Linked DNA regions of Ovis aries: region 2 is linked to region 1. Evidence: chromatin contacts called from public Hi-C data. All regions are on one chromosome and are shown on one strand. Each heading gives the region's core, a stretch centred on a gene start, on an enhancer-like site or on the middle of the called end of the contact. The rest is flanking DNA. Distances are from core to core; before and after follow the strand shown. Region 1 holds the start of NR4A3 (nuclear receptor subfamily 4 group A member 3). Region 2 has its middle 41 kb from the start of SEC61B.

Region 1 (4,964 bases), core at 962-3,461:
CAGAGCACGCCCCGCGGGCCGCGCGCCCCGGGCCCTCCCTCGAGTCACCCCTCATGGCGGTCTCCGCGCCCTGACTCGCCCTCCGCTCCCGTCACAGCCCGCGCGCCCCACTCTCTCCCACAGCTCACACCCACTCACCCCGACCCCCTGCGCCGAGCCTGGCCCAGCGTCGCCGGTCACCAGACGGGGTCGAGCCGAGTCCAAGATGGCGACTCCACCCCCGCCCCCTCCGCACTCCCCGCGGGGTCAGGGCGCCCCCTCACGCGGCGCGCTCGCGCCCGAGGCCCGGCTAAAAATAGCCAGGCCCCACTATATTTGGTGCGGCCGGATCCCGGCGCGGCCGCGCGCACCCCGCCCCGCCCCGCCCCCGCGCGCACCCGGCCCCGCCCCGCCCCGCCCCGCCCCTCCTCGCCCAGGCGCTGCGCTGAATGGAGAAGGGGCGGGGGTGACCGAGGGGAACCTACTCCGCTATCTGCGGCGCGCGCCGGCGGCGGGGCCGGGCCAACCGCCGAATTTAGTAACATCGCCTGCGTCAATCACGCGCCTTGCGTGCGTCAGTGCTGCGCGGCTCCAGGTCCTGCTCCCCCCACCACCCGCCAGTCTTTGAATGGATGCAGTGTAGCAGCGCCCTCCTTCCTTCCGAGACTGGATTGGAACCTGTGGCAGTGCAGAGACTCTGTTCCTGTCCTCTAGGTCAACTTTCGTAGCACCCTTCCAGGTCTTCTCCACACCACCCTGTCTGAAGTGGAAGTGGAGGCGAAGAAATATACCCAGATCATATATAAAACTTTAGTTTTGTTTTCAAGTTTCTTGTGCTAGCTCGAACCTTCGATTCTGAATTGTGTGCTCCGCCCCACCCTACCCTCAACACAAACGCAAAGATTGTGACAGGTCAGAAACATAAATGTCACGTCTGATTCAAGCGGACCACATGGGGACCATGTCTGTCTGCATAGTTTCACTCAAATATTTTCTCCTCCTCAAAAATTCATTTCTTAAAGTGGTTGCTTTCATCCAGCTGCAACTTATGGAGCTAGGGGACTTTAACTCTGATAAAATGTTGTTATTGTTTTCAGCAAGAAATTCACACTTGTATTCATCACTTCCAGGAAGAAACTGCTCTCCGTAACAGAATCTCCCAGGCTTTCAGCTCACCATTTCATAACAAACGCGTCTCGGGAGACCAGAACAAATCCCCTAACGAAGGACTGACTAATAAATCCTGTTGATTGATTTCGAAATGTTTAATTTGGGAGGTGGAGGGGAGCCCCATCTACAACCATCAAAAAGTGAAAGTGCAAAAAGTGAGAGCTCCATTTCTGACGGGAGAGGGTGGTTTGCAGCAGTCAGACCCGCTCAGCTGTTCAACACGTGTGTGTTTGTTTTACACACATTAAGTAGTTGCTGCTACAGCACGCGCGGATGGTGGATGTGCACTAAATTGGGTTATAAGGTCCAGTTAGGAAATTCACACCTTAAGTTTAAAGAAAGAAAACCTTATCTTCCCAGAGCCAGCGGTATCTCTGTGCAAAACACGCACCCAGCAAATGACCGGAGGAGGAGAGGGATTAAGCCTAGGCACCGAGAGCCAGAGAGACGAGAGACGTAAACAGCTTTAGGCTGTTGCTTGGGGAAAGCGCAACTGCACCTCAGGGAGTCTTCGGACTGGTGCCTGACTCCTGCACTGGCTGCCAGGTCACTCAGAGAAGCTGTTTGGCGGAGCCTTCGCTTTCGGAAGAGCTGTCCTCTTTCTTACCCCCTCGCCCTGGCTCCCTGCCCCGGGGCAGCCTCGGAGGCGTGCCAGTAGCACTCCTCCAACTCTACTCCACCCGAGCCTGACAGCTGGGCGGTCCCGCCTGACCTGCGGGCGGGCCGCTGCACCCTCTTACCGACTCGCGACCGGGCGAGCCGCGCGGTTGCAAAGGGGTTGGCAGCACTAGTCCGAAAGGTCCCCGCGCCAGGACTGGCTGCGCCGCACAGTTTCCATTGTGCTGCCCTGCGAATGGCCGGGGAACGCGCGCGCGCGTGCTCGCACATGCACACACACACACACACACACACACACACACACACACACACACCCTCCCTCGCACACGCGGAACCGACTGGGCCAGAGGAGGGAGGAGGAGGGTGACGTAGCGTCCCATGGCGTCACATTGACGTCTCGCATTCCAGGCACTCTATGGAGAGGGCGCTAGGGCTCCTGTGGCATAAATGACGTGCCGAGAGAGCGAGCGAACGCGCAGCCGGGAGAGCGGAGTCTCCTGCCTCCCGCCCCCCACCCCTCCAGCTCCTGCTCCTCCTCCGCTCCCCACACATAGACAAGCTCACACCCGCTCCCTCACTCGCACACACAGACACACGAGCGCACACACGCTCCTCACACACACTCTACTCTCTCCCGTGCGCTCACACCCCTCTCGCCCTGCGCCCTCGCGGGTGCAGCGCATCGCCGCAGTCGGACTCCCCTCCCGGGCTCACTTTGCAACGCTGACAGCGCCGGCGGTGGCCGTGGAGGTGGGAACAGAAGCGGCATCCTATCCCCTGGTCGCGGCCGGAGACGGGACGCCCGCGGAACCCCTCGGCGGCGCTCTCCCATGAGTCGGGATAGCAGCATCCCCTGCCAGCAGCTCACTGCCTCTGGGAGCCGCTGGACTTGTACACCGCAGCCCTTCCGGGACAGCAACATTGACTCCCCCCCAGTGCAGATTTCGGGGCAGCTTTCTAGAAACTCGCACTAAAGACGGAACCGCCACAGCATTCAAGTACGTATGAGATTCGCTCAGTTAATAGGGGGACTTGTTAAAAAAGTTGGCGCGCTGGGAAGCTCAGCTTCTGAAATTGACAACTTTTAGAGTTGGGGTTCCCCCCCCCCCGCCGCCCCAGCCTTCTCGCTCTGGCTTTGCTCGCGGAGTCGCCGGTGGGTTCTGATCTGAAACTTTTCCCTCCCGGTAGCGGGCCTGCGGAGCTTGTGGGATTCCTCTCCTTACCCGAAGAGGCGAAAAGCCTCTAACAAAGACGAGGACCGGGATTTGTGCAGTAGCAGCTCCAGCGTTGTAATTCAGGGTATTTCGGCTCTAGTTGTCATGGTAATGATGCTCTAGGCGGCGGCGGCGGCGGCGGCGGCAGCGGCAGGGAGTTGCAGCTCCTGTGATGAACGGCAGTAATTTTCTTGCCTTTTAACTAGGATTGGAAATAGGAGCTCCAGTGGGTCCAAGTTAATCTACCTAATGGTGACTCCGAGATGGTTGACTGGGACGAAGCTTGGGAGGAAAGGGGACCTGGCCGGAGTTTGCAGCCGGGTTCGGAGGATCTCAGGAAAGAGGGCGTAATTGTAGGAATGCGGCTTATTGTATTGAAATAAGCCTGGGGCTCCACCAGGCACGTCTGCCTGGCGTCGCCGACTTGCCCGTGTACACTTTTCCCTTCGTAGGTAATCGGGTGTAATTGCCGACCCCCGTGCCCCAACATGCGTGGAGACGGTGTCCCCCCCTCCTCTGGGCCTTGACTTGGTATGGGTAAGACATGTTTTAACTGACAGAATTCGCGCTTTTGGAGAAGTTGCTCGGAGTGTTTTACTCTTTATAGAAATGAAAGTTCTCGGTGGTAAGAGGAGAACGGTCAAGCGAGTGCAGCTTGCGGAGACTGACTTCCAAGGGCACCTCTCAAACCTGTTGGAAGCTTGGGGCGATCGTGAGGTAGAAGGCATTTGTCCCTTGATTCTAAAGAACGTTCTTGGAGATTGTCATTTATCTGTTGTGCCCACGGACTGTCTAAAGGGAAGAGCTGCAAGAAGTTTGGTAATCAGAAATCTCAGGCTATTATCCCAGAGCCCTAGAGTGCCGGGAGAGAGGTACAGAGCGCCGTTCAGTCATTTCATCGCGAACCCAATCCTGAATCTTCTTTTCCCACGAAGGAGAGATATTTTACAGAACCGAGTTGGGTAAAGGAAAAGCTGCCCAACATGGTTTCTGAGCACAGTCAATGAAGTTTGAGTTTATTAGAGTTCTCTTATCTTAAGATGCTCATAATGTGACTATCAAATACCTCTTGGGCCACAGCAGCCTTCACACCCGCTCCCACCCCCGCACCCACCCAACCCTACCCCCTTCCCTCGGACCCTGCGCTCGCAGAAACTCTCCGCCGCGGTTTGCCTCCTCTCCCTCGGTCTTTCTGAGAATCTCTCTCTTTCCCTTTCTGTCGACCTCTCCTCCACTCCTGCTGCCCCCGCCCCACCTCCGCCCCCGCTCCCCAGGGTTGGAAACTCCGTGGAGGAGCCCCGGTCACAATGGTGCGTTTCACGGTTTCCTTCACACACTCCACCACGGGGAGGGGAACACGGGGGTGTTCCTTTCGTCTGCCTACGAGAAAGAAAGGGGCTTTGACAGAGGTAGTTATTTCTTCCTAATTTACAACCCCGAGGCTCCGTGTTCCCGGCCGCGGCGGCCGCGAGCGGGAGCGGAGCAACGTGTTTCCAGGCGCGGAGGCTTTGCCTAGGTAACCAGTCGTTTCGGGGCGGGGGCAGAGAGGGGCGCGGAGAGAGTCGAGGGGCACTAGGCTCGGCTGTAGGAGATGTGGTGTGGCTTGCCCACCCCACCCCACCCCCGCGAACGCTGGGCGCGCGAGGGAAGCCTCCCCTTCCTTGGGGAGACGCTTCCCTCACCCACCCTAGCCAGAGGTCGATCCTTGGAGAACGACTCCGCTTGAAAGACCCCAAAGAAGGGCGGGAACGTGGGCACCTGGAGGAGGTGGTGGGAGGTTGCTGGAGACTCCCATTGAAGATGCGGAAGGACGGGAAGCGCACGTTACAGCCGTGGGAAGATCCTGCGCTAGGGCGAGCGCAAGCTTTCTGTAGTATCAGCTGGGGGTGGGGGTGGGGGTGGCAAGGGAATCCCGCACTTCCTGGCTGTCAAGGGCTTCCCGGATCTGGGGGCTCGGATCCCCTTTCCTTTCAGGCAAGCCGC
Region 2 (4,964 bases), core at 1,091-3,590, 580 kb before region 1:
TTTACTGATCCATTGACTGACCTTGACAGTGAGGGGAAAACAAGGACAAGGGATGACTAGAGAGGGTCCAATGAGGGTCTCCTGGTTAATTTTCATATAAACGATGATAATAATTACACATAGAGGATTGCTGAACTTATTAAAAAAGGCAGTGCACTGGCTTTTTAAGATAAGTTCAGCAATATATATATGTACATTATATATATGCTTTTTAATAAGTTCAGCAAGTATATGTGTGTGTGTATATATATATATGTATATATATATATATATGTATGTATACACTTTGTGCAATCCCAACTCTGTACAGGGAAACTACATTTAGTACACTTAATATTCACCCTGTGAGGGAACCTGGTGGCTCCTGGTAATGTTTCCCTTGTGACCCTTTGAGGGCCAGAGTGGGGTCTGTTACTGCCACGCTCTGAAAGCACTTGTGGGTTGAGAACTAGACTGGGGAGCAGGGCTGGATTTCAGTCCTGGTTCTAAGATGCTGTGTGACACAGGGTTACTCCCTCCCTTCTCTGGGCCCCCTTTTTCTTTTTTGTTCCATGAAGGACTTGGGCTAGAACTCTGAGGTCTTGGGCCCACAGAAGCTGGGGGATCTGGGCCATGGGGCAGGGTGCGACCTTGAGATGTTCTGGACTCTTTAGGGAAAGGCACCTCTCTCTACTTTGCTCTTGGCCGAGCTGGTCTGTGGGTTTCCTAGCCAGGCCCGGCAGTCCTCGAGCCTGGGCTGCAACTGGAGGTTCTGAGGTTGAGACTGTTTCTCCCTTGTCCGAGGGCAGGCATCGGGCCCAGGCCTCCCCGCTTCATCCCCAGACGACACCCCGGGAGAGGGATGCTGCCGGCATTGCTTTCGGTGCTCTTGCCCCACTTGCCCTGGGGACAGTCTGAGCCATGTCCTCAAGTCACAGGGGGAGTTCAGCATGTCCTGCTGTGACACACGGCCAGAGGGTAGTAAAACCCAAGCCCTCCCGGTGGGCAGGTGATCTCCACAGAGCTAGCCAGGCCTGACTCAGAGCCTCGGCCTGCCAGCCCCCGACCAGCTGTTCCTTGGGTCACCACACAGAAATCACGCCGGGGGACACAGCATCGGGCTTCGGGGAAGCATGTCCCTGGCTCAAGGGCCAGGGAGAGGAATGCAGTATCAGCCTGGCATCCGCCAGCACAAGAGAACAGCTGACTCTTTGCAGGGAAACCTGAGATGGAGTCCCAAGTTCAGGGCTGGCGGGAGCCCCGGGTGGGGATTGCTCACAGTCTGACCAACTGCCAAGGAGAGAGCTGGGCCAGACCCTCTGCGACCCACTCCTAATCCCACCCCCCACCTGACTGTGTGTGACCCTCACTTGATTCCGGCCCCTTCCTCGGGCCTCAGCTTCCCCATCTGGGCTGAATATGAAGGTCTGAAGAGAACACATTTTGTGGACCCTGTCCCTCCAGCCTTCAGTGGAAATGCTACTATGAAGGCTGGGTGTCTGACATGCCAGGTGTCTTGCCTGGGACACACTCCCTTCTCAGCCAGCCTCCCCTTTTCTTACCACGTCCTAATCTGAGCTGGTACCTATTCTCTTGTTTTCCAGAAGGAAAATGACCTTCATTCTGAATTATAAGGAATGGGGATCTGGACATTTTAGTGTCCAGTTGAAAAGGTTTGGACTGATCATGGAGGTCTTATTTTTGGTTCCAGCTCCCTCTGTGGGGTCTTGAGCAATTCTCTTCCCCACTCGGGCCTCAGTTTTCCTCTTGGTAGTGGGAGGTGTTTGAGCCAAGTGACCCCGAGACTTCTTTCCAGTTTTGCCACAGGGTCTCTAATTTCCCCTTGGAAATTAGACCTTTTTTCCCCCTTTTATCTCACAATGGATTAAATGGACCAAGAAGCCAAACAGCCTGGCTACAAAATCCACTCAGAAGGACAAGGAGACCTCTCACTCTAATGTGGGGAACAGTTAGAGAAATGTGGTGAAAAGAGATGGGATGCTTACTGTTCATATCTCACCCACAGTGGAGGGTTTGCAAGAGTGATCTCACACACACACACACACAGAGGCGCATGGGCTGAGGGAGGGAGGAGGTGCTGGGTCAGCTGGGGTGTCTGGAGAATGTTTGTCCCTGAAGGAGAGTCAGGCAGAAAAGCATGCTTGGCACCAGGCCGCACTGGGATTATCTTCAACGTAGAGCCATAATTTACTTTCCCCCAGACCTCGGGATCATACAAGGGGATTCCAGAAGCCTCATGTGAGCAGAAGTACCCAGGATCTGGGGGCTGCCGGCCAGCAAGGCGACCTCTCCCAGCGGCTGCCACTGCCACCTGCTGATTGGGAGCTGGCTGCTGCCCAGAGTCCTCGTGAGAGACTTGTCAGGAAGCTGGTGTTCACCTCTCAGGCATTTGGGTGTGAACCTTCCCTGGGGAGCCATCAGCGTGCCTGTGTCAAATGGCTTCACCTGCATGTGCCAGAGGAAGGGCTGCACTCCAGGTGGCCCCCCTGTCACCCTGATCTGTGGCTGACAGAGCTGCCCTAGCTGTATCACTCACTGGTGCTGCCACAGCCTGCGGGCAACTTTGAGCATGTTGGGTCTTTAGATTGCTGCTGGTGGGAAGCTTATGCTTTCTGCTGCTTATGAGCTGGGCTTTGAACAAGGAGCAAGAGTATAGGAGAAAGAGCTTTCTGGATGCAGAATTGCAAGGGAAGAGTCATAGCAAACATGGGTAATACAAAGCAAGCCAGTTTTTACAGAGCAAGCCATGAGTAATACAAAGCAAACTAGATCAAAGGTCCTCTGCTCCTGCCTGCAGACCTGTGCTGATTAGTGAAGAATGGCCGTTATTCATAGCAATGGGGAAAATAAAGCCCATAGAATGAATTCTGTAAAACTAATGTAGCTTGTGTAATTCTACTTTATTTTTAGAGATAGCCTTGCTGCTTTTTAATGTGAAATGTTTTTTTCCTTATCAAGTGATTGTGACATTAGATGGTAGTTGGCTTTTTAAAATGTACCTCTCTGATAATCCTATGTCAGTCCTCTGTGATTTTAAAAAAATTGTTTTTATTGATCTGTGAATTCCAGAATCTAGGAACCGGTGTATTCTCAGAGACCTTGGATAGAGGGCAGTGGGAGACAGGGCAGAAATGATAGGCAAGGGCCGGAGGTGGAACAGTCAAGTCTATAAGCATCAGGGGACCATGTATATTTCACCCACTGTAGAATCCTCAGTATCTAGCACATGGGTCAGTAAACATTTTCTGTAAAGGGCCTGGTAGTGAATATTTGAGGCTTTTGGAGTCATACTTCTTCTGTTATTTCTACTGGACTTTGGGCTCTAAGCACAAAAGCTGTCATAGATAATATGTAAATGAGTGAATGGGGCTGTGTTCCAATAAAACTTTATTTACAAAACAGTTGATGGACCTGATTTGGTCCGCAGGTTTTAATTGGATGACCTCAATCTCTGCTATATGGATAAGAATACTTATCCTTTTAATAAGTATTTATTGGATTGATGTAAATTGTTTCTAGAGGGCAGAGAGGAGGTGTTGGAAGGGTCTGAGGCAGGATGTGTAAGGACCACTGCAGCAGACTGTGTAAGATGAATGGGGGTGTGTCAAACCCTGCGGTTTCTCTTTTTGGTTCACTCATTCTTTCACCAAACATTCTGGACTGCCTTCCCTGTGTCTGGCTATATTTTAGGACATGGGAATACAAACTCAGATCCAGCCCTGCCCTTAGAAACACTTGACCTGGTGAGGGAAAGAGTTGCAAACGCAATTGCAGCTCAGTTTACGGCCTCCCACAGAGGTCTGGCTGAAGTATGCCCCTTAGGTCTCCCCACACAGAATAAAGGGAGATGGAATTCTGTTTACCGCAAAGCTGCTCAGAGATGGAAGGAGGGTATTTTGGAGGTTCCAATTTCCCTGTCACCGGGGATGCTCAAAGGCTGCTGGATGCCCATCTGGTGAGAATATCACAAAGGGGATGTAAACCTCTCTTAAGGCTTTTCTTCCAACCCTTATTCGGAAACAAGTGGTATGATTCTGCTGCTCTTTCCTGGTTTCTCCAGGTAGACTGTCAGGCAGCTGGGGCTATGAGTTTTGCTTGAGGGATGTGTTTCTGGGAGTGGGAAAGCAGGGAGAATAGCTCCAGGCACAGCAGGGACCCTGAGGCAGGTGGCAGAGCTGTGCGGTCCCAGCTCTGTTGCTGATGGACTGTGAGACCCGGGGCGAATCCTCCCTTCTCTGGACCTTAATGTCCCTTTCTGTATCATGGGGATGGGGTGGGGGGCAGTTGGATTAGGTGTTTTCTGTTGTCCCACTGATTCTCTCACTGACTCTGGGAAGGCCTATTTGGTTTGCTTGTTTGTTATAGCTGCATTAAGATACAGTTTATATGCCACACAATTCACTCATTTAAAAGGTACAATTCAAAGTTTTCAGTATATTCATGGAGTTGTGCAACCATCACCATAACCAATTTTAGAACATTTTCATCATCTCCAAAAGAAGGCCCATGCTCCCCAGTTGCCTAATGCCCCCTGGCCCTAGGAGATCACCAATCTTTCTGTCTTTATTGATTTGCCCATTTTGGACCTTTCATGTAAATGAATCACATCATAGGTGGTTTTTTCTTTTTTGTACCTGGCTTCTTTCATTTAGCACATTTGCAAGGTTCCTCCATGCTGTAGCATGTATCACTATTACCTTCCTTTTTATTGCTGAATGCTGAATAACACTGTGTTGTATAGATATACTATGTTTTATTTGGGTTGTTTCCATTTTTTCATAACAACTGTTATGAGTAATACTGCTATGAGCATTAAAGTACAGGGTTTTTTTTCATATGGAGGCATGTTTTCAGTTTTCTTGGGTACACACCAGTGAGGTGAATCGCTGTATGATGCCTTCTTTGATCTTATATCCTGCACCACCACCTCTCATACTTCATAAGGTCCAATCACAGTGGGGCTC

Evidence for each region. A called contact is a pair of places that touch in the nucleus more often than the background predicts.
Region 2: a Hi-C map of muscle shows a contact between it and region 1, with 6 times the contacts expected there. The contact joins the enhancer-like site here to the promoter of NR4A3 in region 1. A contact is called at or near these places in 2 of 16 Hi-C or Micro-C datasets (muscle and skin fibroblasts).

The regions. Positions count from the first base shown.
Region 1 is chr2:48,015,077-48,020,040 of ARS-UI_Ramb_v3.0, reverse strand. It overlaps NR4A3 (nuclear receptor subfamily 4 group A member 3), which reads left to right and starts at 2,211. Exons shown (of 10, transcript XM_042243202.2): 1 at 2,211-2,765; 2 at 3,434-3,512. It overlaps LOC105607546 (dolichyl-diphosphooligosaccharide--protein glycosyltransferase subunit 1-like), which reads right to left and starts at 207. Exons shown (of 5, transcript XM_060409245.1): 1 at 139-207.
Region 2 is chr2:48,592,122-48,597,085 of ARS-UI_Ramb_v3.0, reverse strand. No RefSeq gene overlaps it. Among named protein-coding and RNA genes, the nearest start is that of SEC61B, 41 kb to the left of the region's middle. Within about 2 kb of position 2,340, at least 13 of the 54 cell types and tissues checked have an H3K27ac peak or open chromatin away from gene starts, as enhancers often do. A contact at or near this core is called in muscle, where this site is marked.